Linked DNA regions of Mus musculus: region 1 is linked to region 2. The links are chromatin contacts, called in public Hi-C maps. All regions are on one chromosome and are shown on one strand. Each heading gives the region's core, a stretch centred on a gene start, on an enhancer-like site or on the middle of the called end of the contact. The rest is flanking DNA. Distances are from core to core; before and after follow the strand shown. Region 1 holds the start of Gopc (golgi associated PDZ and coiled-coil motif containing). Region 2 has its middle 25 kb from the start of Gm40646.

Region 1 (5,878 bases), core at 1,226-3,725, 440 kb before region 2:
GCACAAAATATACTTCAGAGTCTCTCACGTAATTAGTAAATTTGGTATTTTAAAAGAAATATAATTTGCACTTGTGTGATTTATCTAAAAGGCGTTACAATGGGAAATGCATTTTTACACGTTGTTTATAGTTTTATATGTATACACCTGAGAAATACTGTCTCAAAAGGCTTTCACAAAAGGTCTGCCAATTTTTCATACTAGCAATATGAAATAGATTCCTTATTCTTCTGTATCCTGTAGCTAATGCCAAAGAGACCTACATTAAAATGTCTGCTGTGTGCCATTACTAAAACATTTAATCTGTCTACAATGTACTTATAAAAGAGTAATTATACTTACTGTAGGATGCTTTGAGAATCAAAGAAATAACTCTATACATAGAGCATTCTTAATTAAAAGGTATCGTTATTGTTCCAAGTATTTCCCCATTCTCACACAGTAAGTTTTATTTATTTATTTCATGTTCCTCAGCAGGCAGGGAGAAGTATCATTAGAGAAAATAGCCTGGAGTTTTCTCAGTGTTCTTGCAAATATTGTATACAAAAATATAACAGACTGGCATGAGGGGTGGTAGGCAAGGAGACTGGAGAGATGGCTTAGTAGATAAGAGTATTTGCTGAAGAGGAATTTAGTTCCTAGAACTCACATAGTGGCTAACAGAATCTGTAATTCCAGTTCCAGAGGGTCTGGTACTCTATTCTGGCCTTTGTGAGAGCCATGCATGCTTATGATACACAGACATACACATACATTTAGGGCAAACACACACACACACACACACATTTAGGCCAAACACCCATCAAGCCTCTTTTTCCACATTCATGTTCTGTTGTGACTTCCAGAATTGCAAAATCCCAAATCAAAGCGGGCAAAATGTTCTATTAGGAAACCTCATAAACATTTAAAGTCACCACTGAATACCAAGAAAATGAGCACACAGGATGTGGCAACTGCTACATAGTCACATCTACTGCTAAGTAGCAGATAGTGGGATGTGTGTGTGTGTGTGTGTGTATAGGTAGGTAGATATAGATAAATTATTTTATTATATATTTATATATAAAATACAACCAACCATTCGAAGAGGATGTTTTATACTATTGTGTACTAAGCCTATGAGACAGTCTCTGACTAAACTCAAGGGAAGAGTTGCATGGTTAGTTTTACTTGTCTAAGTTTGCTGAAGTCATAATAGCTTTTGCTTGATGGTAAGCAGTCATGCATTGGAGTAACCAGAGTGCAAACTAAATCTGTTATTTCTTAATTCTTATTGGTACTGCTTTGATGAGAGGCACACAATGCCATGCAGACTTTGGTTGATGATTTATTAGAAAGGTCCGTCCCAAGAACAACTTCCGAAAGATTATGGACTAATTTTCCACATACTCCCGTAGGCGAGTCAGGAAGCACAATTCCTACCTGCCTACTCTAATTAGTCTGGCTTCTCCTTTCCCTTCCGGACAGTCTACTGTTGGTTTAGACAGGGGTGGAGTTGGAGAAGTGGAAGAGATGAGAGGCAGGACACAAAGAAAGCTCTTGATAAATGCTCTCAAATGCACGCAACACTGGAATTAAAAGTCGTGAGAGCCTCACTGTCTTACTAGTTCGGCTTGGATGAGGTCGTTTCATTAGATTTTATGTCCTCAGTGCCTCAATCGGGATATGTATTCAATGTTTATGAACATATGAAAATAACATGGGAACGAGCACAATACTAGTTTATAAGATGATTACAGCATCCCAAGTGGTTGCTTTAGAAATATACGATCTGTGATGCAGTAAGATGAGTGCTATGTACCAAGTGATAACACTTTCACTTTACCTTAATTGCCAAGTGAAGTAAACTTTGGAAACCTTGTTACCCAAGCAAGGTAACACCACTGAGGTGGGGCAGCTAGTATGTAATAATACATTGGCCTAGAACCCCAGCTTGTCAATCATAGAAGGAGGAACCATTGATTCAACAAAACTTGCTCAGTAGCTTCCATAGGCAGCTTCTGGCTGGAATGCACCGTCAGGTTTAGCAACATTAGCCAGTGTCCCCACCCTCCCGCCCTAAGAGCTGGAAATCGGAAGAGAAAACGTGGCTATTGCGCATGCACACACGGCCCTCCCCGCTCCCACCCGAGCCCCTTGACACCCCAGTAGCAACTTTGCTAGACGTCTGTGGACCGGTTCCAGGCCCACTGTGAAGCCAAACTGGCGGAAGCCGGTCCCCTCTGCGACGTGGAATCTTTCCCTTCCCTTCCTCCGGTCTTCCCCACTTGCAAGGGGCCACCTCAACCCTTTGCTTCTCAGGGTTTTGCCGGTCGTCAAAATGGTCGCAGACAGGCTTGTGGAGGCGAAGGCTTTTCATTGGCTAAGCTCTCGTACGGCCCCGCCCACTTTCTCCCTCTGGGCTGCGCCTGCTCTGGGCTCCGCTACGCACGCGCGGCGGGGGCGGGCCGGCTTGCGGGCGGGGCGGGTCTTCCGTGTCGCTGTCGCTGCTTCAGCCCCGCTTCCTTTGCTGCTCTGGAGCTGCGCTGCCGGCGTTGGCGGCGCGAGGGAAGGGAGGGGACCGGCGGGTGTGTGTCTGTGTGTGTGTGCGTGTGTGTCTGTGTGTGCGCGCGCGCGGGGGGCGCCGCGGTGCTAGCAGTTCCCCTCGCGCGGGGCGGGCGGCCAGAGTGAGCAGCAGTCGGCGAGGCCCTGGACGGCGCCATGTCGGCGGGTGGCCCATGCCCGGCGGGAGCCGGCGGCGGCCCAGGGGGCTCCTCCTGCCCTGTGGGGGTCTCCCCTGGCGGGGTGTCCATGTTCCGATGGCTTGAGGTGCTGGAGAAGGAGTTCGACAAGGCCTTCGTGGATGTGGATCTGCTTTTGGGCGAGATCGATCCGGACCAGGCGGACATCACTTATGAGGGGCGTCAGAAGATGACCAGCCTTAGCTCCTGCTTTGCGCAGCTATGCCACAAAGCCCAGACTGTGTCCCAGATCAACCACAAGCTTGAGGTGAGCCTCGGGGGCTGGCAGCAATAGCATTCAACCCCAGGCTGTCCGAGGTCGTTAGATCCCATTTAAAGCACTAGGAAAATGATCCTTAAAAACCTACCCACTGGACACCTCAGCTTCGAATGCGATGGAGAGTGCGTTTTATACGTGAGTGAAGCAAAGGAGTGCGGAGCGGGTGGGGGAGGAAAAGGATGCAGACTGATGTGTGGGTCTCCAGACGTCCTGTCATCCACCTCCCAGCATCTCATGCGGTGGGGACAGGAGCTAATCACACTACCTGCCTTGTAGGTGTTATTACCAAGATCTTCTGTCGGGGAATACCTCAACTCTCCTCTTCTGCTTTGATAATGACAAGCTAGATGATGTATTTTCAGACAGATGCAGCTCTGATTATTTTCATCCAATAGCCCAGATCAACGTCCGTGTCTGTACACAGAGACATGCATGAACTTAGGGGAATCCGATCAAAGCTCTTGGGGAAATGTAATGGAATATATATGTTCCTATCTACCTTCTCAGTTTACATTCACACTTGGCAGATATTACGGGCAGCTATGTCTTTAGAGCTGTCAATATTCAAATAACTTCTAGTATTGAGTGAGATGGTATGTCTTTGTATTTTACAGTATTTTCCCTAATTTCAGACCTTTGAGACTATGTAAAGACAATCCTTTGCTTAGGTCTCTAATCAGAGCAAGGGGAGTGTGATTGCAAACAGGAATTCCAAACCTCCCATTTTGTGTGGAAAATTCAACTAGGCCAGTATTACAAGATTTAGAAATTATGGTGTACTAACATTATATGGGAAACCTTTTAAAAATAGACAATTTCAGTAGAGAGTAGCTCTTTGATTTTAAAAAGGATTAAAAAAAAAGAGAGATACTTTGTTATGTGTGAAGTTCTTTGTGCCTTAGCTTTCTTAAGAGCTCCTCTTTACTGTTAACTGTAATAATGATAGGGCCTGTTGTGTACAGATTCATGTGTATGCTAGATTGGTTTCCTGTCCTTGCTTAGTGCTCAACAGTCTTTCATATTAGTTAGCCATGAAAAACATTTGCCACTAATATTTGATTAGCATCTTACATATTCAGGATGCTATGGTTTCTTTTTGGAAAGAGTGGGATGAAAGTACTTATGTAAAAGCATTAAGTGTAGATAAGGCTGTCTCTTGATTTTTTTTTTTTTTCTCCAATGAATGGTAATTCCTAAAGCTGAGTTTTCAGGTAGTATTTAGTGGCTTTTAAAATGGTATTTTAGCTTTAAAGATCAAAGATTAAGAGTAGCTTTTGCCAAATAACTTACATACCATCTCCATATTTAACCATATACTGGAGATAAGTGGCTTTTAAAACATAAAACAATTTTAACTTGTTTTTTAAATGACCTAAGGAAGCTAAACAATAGTACTTTCTGATGTTAGCAATAAGGTCTGATTTTGAGAAAAATATTTTTTTCCCTATGACTAGAAGGTATTCAAGTTTTTTAAATTTTTAAATAATTTGAAAGAATATTTCTCTACTAGACTGTGCATGTAATAACTTGCGTGTTTTTTTTTCCAGGAAATTATACTTACATATTCTAAGTCCATGTCCCATCTTAGGAAGTAGCATTACTTCTTAAAGTAAAGAATGCTAGCATATCACAGTGTGTGGTTTTCAGTATAATTGCAACTCTTGATTCAGAGACCTTAGAAATGATGAGGAGGATAATTTGGTTTTTCTGCTTAGTATATTCAACTATACATGATTCACCTGTGACAATTTTTATACATAAGACATCTTACATAGTTTTCGTATTATAACTGTGTACTGCTGTGAAAAGACTTATGGCCAGTCACAACTTTCCAAGTACACCTAGTGTGCCATATTCAGACTCTTGGGATGTTCTGTGAACTGTTGACAATCTACTGAGATCCTCAGTGTTAATCTTATAAGAGATTTTGGTGCTTTCTTACTCAGTCTTAATTTTGTCTCAATAAGTAAACTAGGCCTTCTGACTAGTCTTTAAGGATGCTGAAGTCATAGGTGACGCTGCTTGCTATCCGTGTAATAAACGTATACCAAGTTTAGTTGTTTCAGAGATTAGTACTTATAATAGAATGTTTTTATAGTCTCAAGACATGGATAACTCCAGGGTGGGTAATTTGTATCCGTAATCTCAGTCTTTAGATGGTGGAGACAGGAGGATCAGAAGTTTCAGGCCAGTCTGGGCCACATGAAACCCTGTCTTAAGAAAACAGATATAGATAAATGAATAAAACAAACAATACTTACACAAAAGGAACGTTCATATCCTTCCAAAATGCAACTTTTACTCTGTCCTTCTGTTTTTAGGTAATACTACATCAAATTAATCTAGTGGTTGGGAAAACACTTTTTTTTTTTAGTATAGAGTAGAGTTTATTTAGGACATGGGAAGGGGAGTTGAGAAGGAAGTAGAGATGGGGGAGTGGGGTTGGAGGGGGGAGAATAGACTGGACAGGAACACGTGGGGGGAGGAGAAAGGGGTCAGAGAGGGAAGAGAGAGAGAATAGGAGCTGGAAAACACTGAAAAAAATTATTAGTTCCCTTTTAAATTAAATATAAATGCCATCCATGTAGCAGCTTTTTGCAGTAAGTTATATTTGGCAAGAGATGTATATAAAGGACTACGTTTGAAGAAAAAAAAAATCAGAATATTTTGAGTTGGCACTATTTCAACTTAAATTTCTCAAACTTTTACCTGCCTGAGAGTTCCCGCTATGGTGAGACCGTTGGTTGAGGCCCAGCTAGAGTCACCAATAAAATAAGAGTAACAGTGGCAGTAATAGCCATAGAGGACCAAAGGCCATGAGCCAGTGCGTTAAAATAACTCACCTCTGTTTTGGAATGTATGCTCTGTTTGCTCCTTT
Region 2 (5,150 bases), core at 28-2,527:
TCTTCCACTTCTTCTTCTCCTCCTCCTTTATCTTCTTCTTCTTCTTTTTTTTTTTTTTTTTTTCGAGGCAGGGTTTCTCTGTGTAGCCCTGGCTGTCCTGGAACTCACTGTGTAGACCAGGCTGGCCTTGAACTCAGAAATCTGCCTGCCTCTGCCTCCCAAGTGCTGGGATTAAAGGTGTGCGCCACCACCGCTTGGGGCTATGTTTTCTGATTTAAATTAAAAGTACTTTGCCAAAGACCAAATTCATGGAAGATGAAATCAAGATATTTGCATACCACTTCAAATGGGGGGATCAATTAGAAGTGAATTGTATAATTACCAGGGGGCAAAGTGTAGACTAAAAGAAGACCCTGTGCTCTTCATTACTTGATTATTAAGTGTATGCTGGACAGCTCAGATACTATGTTTTTAAATGATTGTTATATAGTAGTAGACAGCAGCTGAGATATTAGCTACAGGAAAAAAAAGTCCTAACTCTTTGGGAGCTTCTAGTCTGGTAAATGAATTTGGATGGTGAATGAATGACTAAGTACTACAGCATTCTTAAGTGGCCATGTCATAAGCTCTTGTGGTCTTGAATTATTTGAATGAAATACTTGAAATTTTATTTCACCATATGCTACTTGTGTTTTAACTGACACTTTTTTGTGGTGATGGTGGGGGGTGCTTTTGGAATGGTTCTTCCTTAGACATTTCCAGGATTGAAGATGTGTGTGGCTGCTGCCTGGATGCCCACACCCAGATAGTTTATTTAATCTAGCTATGGGGGCTGCAGGAAACTTGATACTGGGATGGGTGAATGGTTTTTTACTTCTGTCAGGGAGAGCTGCTGATCCACCGTTCTTCAACGTTACTCAGAAATATGAACAAATGTAAATATCAAAAGGGACTCCCACAGTTTGCATAGTTCTCATGTGCACCCTTCAGTAACCCTAAATGCCTATATGCATTTTCAGCTTGACTTGAAGTCCCAGGCTGGGCCACTTGGTTTTTCCTGTGAGATGGTTTATTACCACTATTAGTTGATTAAACATTTTCAACGCTTGGAGTAAATCAGTTATGTTATCTATTTGTATATTGGGCTTCTGTTTATGGGTGGAGTGTGCCAAACATGCAGACTAAATGAAAATATACCCTGCAGGAACCATGCAAGGCATCTCTGACAACAAGCTGCTATGCTGTGGGGAATCCAGGGAATCTGTGCTTGGTGCACTGTGCTAGGAGCCTCTAGCTGGGGTGGAAAGTGAGTGGTGGGAGTGGAATCCCATGTGTGGATGGCTGTCATACTGCTCTGACTTTCAGGGAGAGGGAGTGGTAGGCAGTTTAAGGAACAGATGGGTGTCCCTGGACCTTTGAGGTTCATGGAAGCAATTATGGCAGTGTGAGTTATAGCTGGCTTGCTAAGCTCCTCCTGCATTGAACTTTCAGTTCTGTGAGTCTGAGGAGGTTATTGGCTCCCCAGTAACTTGTGTCTTCTCCATTTGATGTTCTCCATCAAATCTAAACCACATAAAGAATTCCTGGTTGCTGCTCCATTTCAAAGATAGCTTTAGAGCCCGTGAAGGACAGAATGGGGGGGGGGTAGGGATGGATAGATTTGGCTAAGAGGAAAGTGTTGAGATGATTCAAAGGGCTCCTGCTGACAGAGCAGGGGTAGCTTGACCTTCTGTAGGCCCACGTAGGCAGCCTCCTACTGGCTGTTATTTCGGGTGTTGGAAAGCCTGCCTGCCTCAAAATATCTCTCTGCTGTCTTGCCAGGTTCTGTAATTCCCACCATGAGAATCATCCTCTAGCTAAAGCATTGTGTCTCCTGGCTCAGTGTATAATGAGCCGGGCTACACAGTTAACCCATAATTGCCCATTAGCCTGCAGCCTTTCTGCAGAGAATAGCTACCAGCTGTTGTAACCCAACCCTGCTTTTCTAAGAGAATGTTTTTCACAGCCTCTTCACATAAGTGAGGGGAAATGGTGCCTCAAAGCTCTGGGTTGGGAGTATCATGGCTTCTGTGGGAGAAGCCACTAAGGCAGGGATGGTATCTCAACTACCTCCTTGGAGGTCACCAGAAGACACACTTTAGATTCTAAGAGGAATGTGGAATCCAAATGGAGTCAAATAAGTATACCGAAGTCCATGGTTTATAGATCAAATGGTCTTTGGCATTTAGTTATTTGCTTATTTATTATGTATGTGTATGGGTATGTGTGTGTGTCCTGGACACACATGGAGGTCAGCGGATAGGTAGCTTGTGGGAGTCAGTTCTCTCCTTGCATCATTTGATTCCAGGAATTGAACCCAGGTCATCAGACTTGGCAGCAATCACTTTTACATGTGAGCTATCTTGCCAGCCCCAACCTTGCCTATTTTTAAGGATGCCTGTCTATCACATATGATTTAATGTTTGCTCAAAATATCCTATTACAGGTTAGGAAAGATCCCTGATGTTGTCACTGTAACTACTCCTTTAGACATGGGGAGGACTTGTTAAATGGTAAGCCCGTTACAAGAAACGACCAGGGATTCTTTGAAACTGAGAGAATTCATGAGAATCAGCCCATGCCCCAGGATAGCATAAGGGGAGTGTGGAACCTTGGTGTGCCACAATGAGGTGGGCAACATTTCTTTACACAGTGCTGAAACTGCTGTTGTAACCCATCAGGTTGTTGTAGAATGTGAGTTAGCTTCCTCGGAAGTAGGGTCACAAGCTCTCTTTACAACATTAAATTCTTAGGCTGCCTTCCCATCTTCTGCTGTGGCACCCCTTGTCTCTGGGTCTTTTTTTCTCATTGCATTCCTTGCAGAATGTAGAGGGAGGGACCCCATGTGCAGCTCTGCTTTCTTTCCTTCCCTCTGGTGAGTCACTTGGATGGTTCAGTGCTGGTACAGGAGCACCCTTTACCTCCCTCAGGGAATGATTCTGTGAAGTGGCCATAGTTCATACCCCTGTGCTATCAGGCAGTCTGCCCCAAACCAGTGTGATGACTTCAGAGTAGAATCTCTGGAGCTGTTTTGCTGCCTGCTGTACATATCAGGGAACGACGATTAGTCACTGGTATAAGATAGACTCCGGGTTCCCATAGGGAGTAAAGGGAGGAAATAGAACCGAAGCAGATCTAAAGTCAGGGATGTGAGGAAGGGCTGTGGAAAGTGTACACAGAGCAGGGACAGGAGCCAGACTCTGTTAGCTAACAGGAATTATCCAATGTTTTTGAGTCTTCATTTTCTATTACAAATGATGGTGTCAAATGATCACTTCTAATTCATATCCTATGATTAAAAACTGAATGAAAAGTTTCAGATAAAATAGTCAGCACTGTGATTCTGACCCATAATAGATTATTTATTTTTATGTTTTTCAAATGCTTGTTATTGATGTTTTGAAACCCTGGTTAGCATGTGGTTGTTGGATATTTGAATGGGAGGTTCGGAAGTAAAGCCTTGTTGGAAAGGGTGGATAGTTACAGTGCTAACTCATGTTGCAAGAGAGGTTATAGTAAGGTGGTTTTAGGATGAAAGAAACTTGAGTGTGAATGTATATTCAGCTAAAACAGCAAATAGATAAGTTACAATCATGATGTGCAAAAGAGGGAATAGCTTTTTAAATTAGGTCATCAAAAGACCTACAAGGAAATAGACATGCGTCTAAGGGCACGAATCACTAGGAATATGCGTGGCCCATGTACTCATTGGAGCATGGTCAAACTTCCAGTGGCCAGCGCCTTAAAGGAAACTGAGTCCTTCCCCATGCCTCTGCTAAAGTGTGATGCGGACACATTGTATGAAATTCCCAAATAATTAGTAACAATTCTATGTTGTGGGGGTGGGGTGGGGAGAGAGTCACCAGCATGTAGCAAGGGCACCGCTTGCTTTCAAAGGCAGGAAGACGAGATGAGGAGTTGATAGGTTATAGGTTTGGAAATGATAGAATCAGGAGCAGGGGACACAACTGGGAGGTGGGGAGAAAGGGAATGAGAGAGAAAGACAGGGAGAGAGACAGAGAGAGAAAGAAGGAGGGAAAAAAGAGCGACATACACAGTCAGAGGGACCGAGAGAGACAAAGATAAAGAGACACAGAGAGACAGAGAGATAGAGAGACAGAGATTTTTTTTTTTTAAAGGAGCTGGCTTAAGCGCTTGTAGACTCTCCCTAGTCTTAAAACCTGCTATGGACTCAGAGGGGAATTAACGTTACAGCAGTGGAAGTTAGTCATGTTACAGGAAAGCCTTCCACCTAAGATGTGGCCCACCTACATTAACGTTTGGTGGGCATTCACTTATAACCTACTGATTAACATGCAAATCTAAAAATAACTTCATACAAACATCTAAAATATTTGAACAAATAGTTGGGAACCTTAACCCAGCAAAGTTGAGGCTCAGAATTAACCATCACACCTGATAACAACTCTAACTTGATTTTGATCTTTGGTTCTCCATGTGAAGAAAAAAATGAAGCAAGGGCTTTCTAGTGTAGGAAATGTAGTCCTCTCTCTGTGTCATAGGATGGCCAATTTAAAGCTTGGTTTTAAAAAATTCTTTTTCTTTTCCTTCAAAATATTCATTACCTGGCCATGCATAATCTCATGGCATCCAACTCTTACTCTCTCTATTTTTTTTTTTTTTTTTTGATTTTGTTTTTTCGAGACAGGGTTTCTCTGTGTAGCCCTGGCTGTCCTGGAACTCACTTTGTAGATCAGGCTGGCCTTGAACTCAGAAATCCTCCTGCCTCTGCCTCCCAAGTGCTGGGATTAAAGGCGTGGGCCACCACTGCCCAGCTACGCTCTACTTATTTATGAACACTTAGCACTAGGCATTTGTAGGGCAAAGCTAGCTGCGAGGCTGAAGGGTGGAAGGTGCGGGGCGGGGCCGGGCTTGGAGCAAGAGACCTGTGAGAATTGTCCGAATCCTGAAAATCTCATCTTGAGATTGGCAGGAATAAGGATCGATCTGTCCCTGTTTTGGACCTGCATGCTCAGGCACATAGTCCTAAATTCCAACCTCCACAATCATTGACGTAGTCTCGTAGCCTAGTTGCCAAATTACAGGTTTAGCTTCCTCTCTCCACATAAGGATGTGTCCAGCAAGCACCTGGAATTCCTCTTCATGTAAATGAAGCATTCCCAGCACCTCAGCCCCAGCCAATGATGTAC

Evidence for each region. Hi-C and Micro-C count contacts between places; a contact is called where the count stands out from the background.
Region 1: a Hi-C map of muscle stem cells shows a contact between it and region 2, with 4 times the contacts expected there. The contact joins the promoter of Gopc here to the enhancer-like site in region 2. A contact is called at or near these places in 3 of 39 promoter capture datasets (the 3T3-L1 cell line, hippocampal neurons and liver), 2 of 484 Hi-C or Micro-C datasets (muscle stem cells and myocytes), 2 of 115 datasets of contacts at active chromatin or transcription factors (the NIH/3T3 cell line and embryonic limb bud) and 1 of 9 other capture datasets (liver).

Annotation. Positions count from the first base shown.
Region 1 is chr10:52,378,721-52,384,598 of GRCm38.p6, reverse strand. Gopc (golgi associated PDZ and coiled-coil motif containing) reads left to right here and starts at 2,475. Exons shown (of 9, transcript NM_001199272.1): 1 at 2,475-2,988. The coding sequence starts at 2,701.
Region 2 is chr10:51,942,503-51,947,652 of GRCm38.p6, reverse strand. No RefSeq gene overlaps it. Among named protein-coding and RNA genes, the nearest start is that of Gm40646, 25 kb to the left of the region's middle. Within about 2 kb of position 1,277, at least 40 of the 459 cell types and tissues checked have an H3K27ac peak or open chromatin away from gene starts, as enhancers often do. A contact at or near this core is called in the NIH/3T3 cell line, muscle stem cells and myocytes, where this site is marked.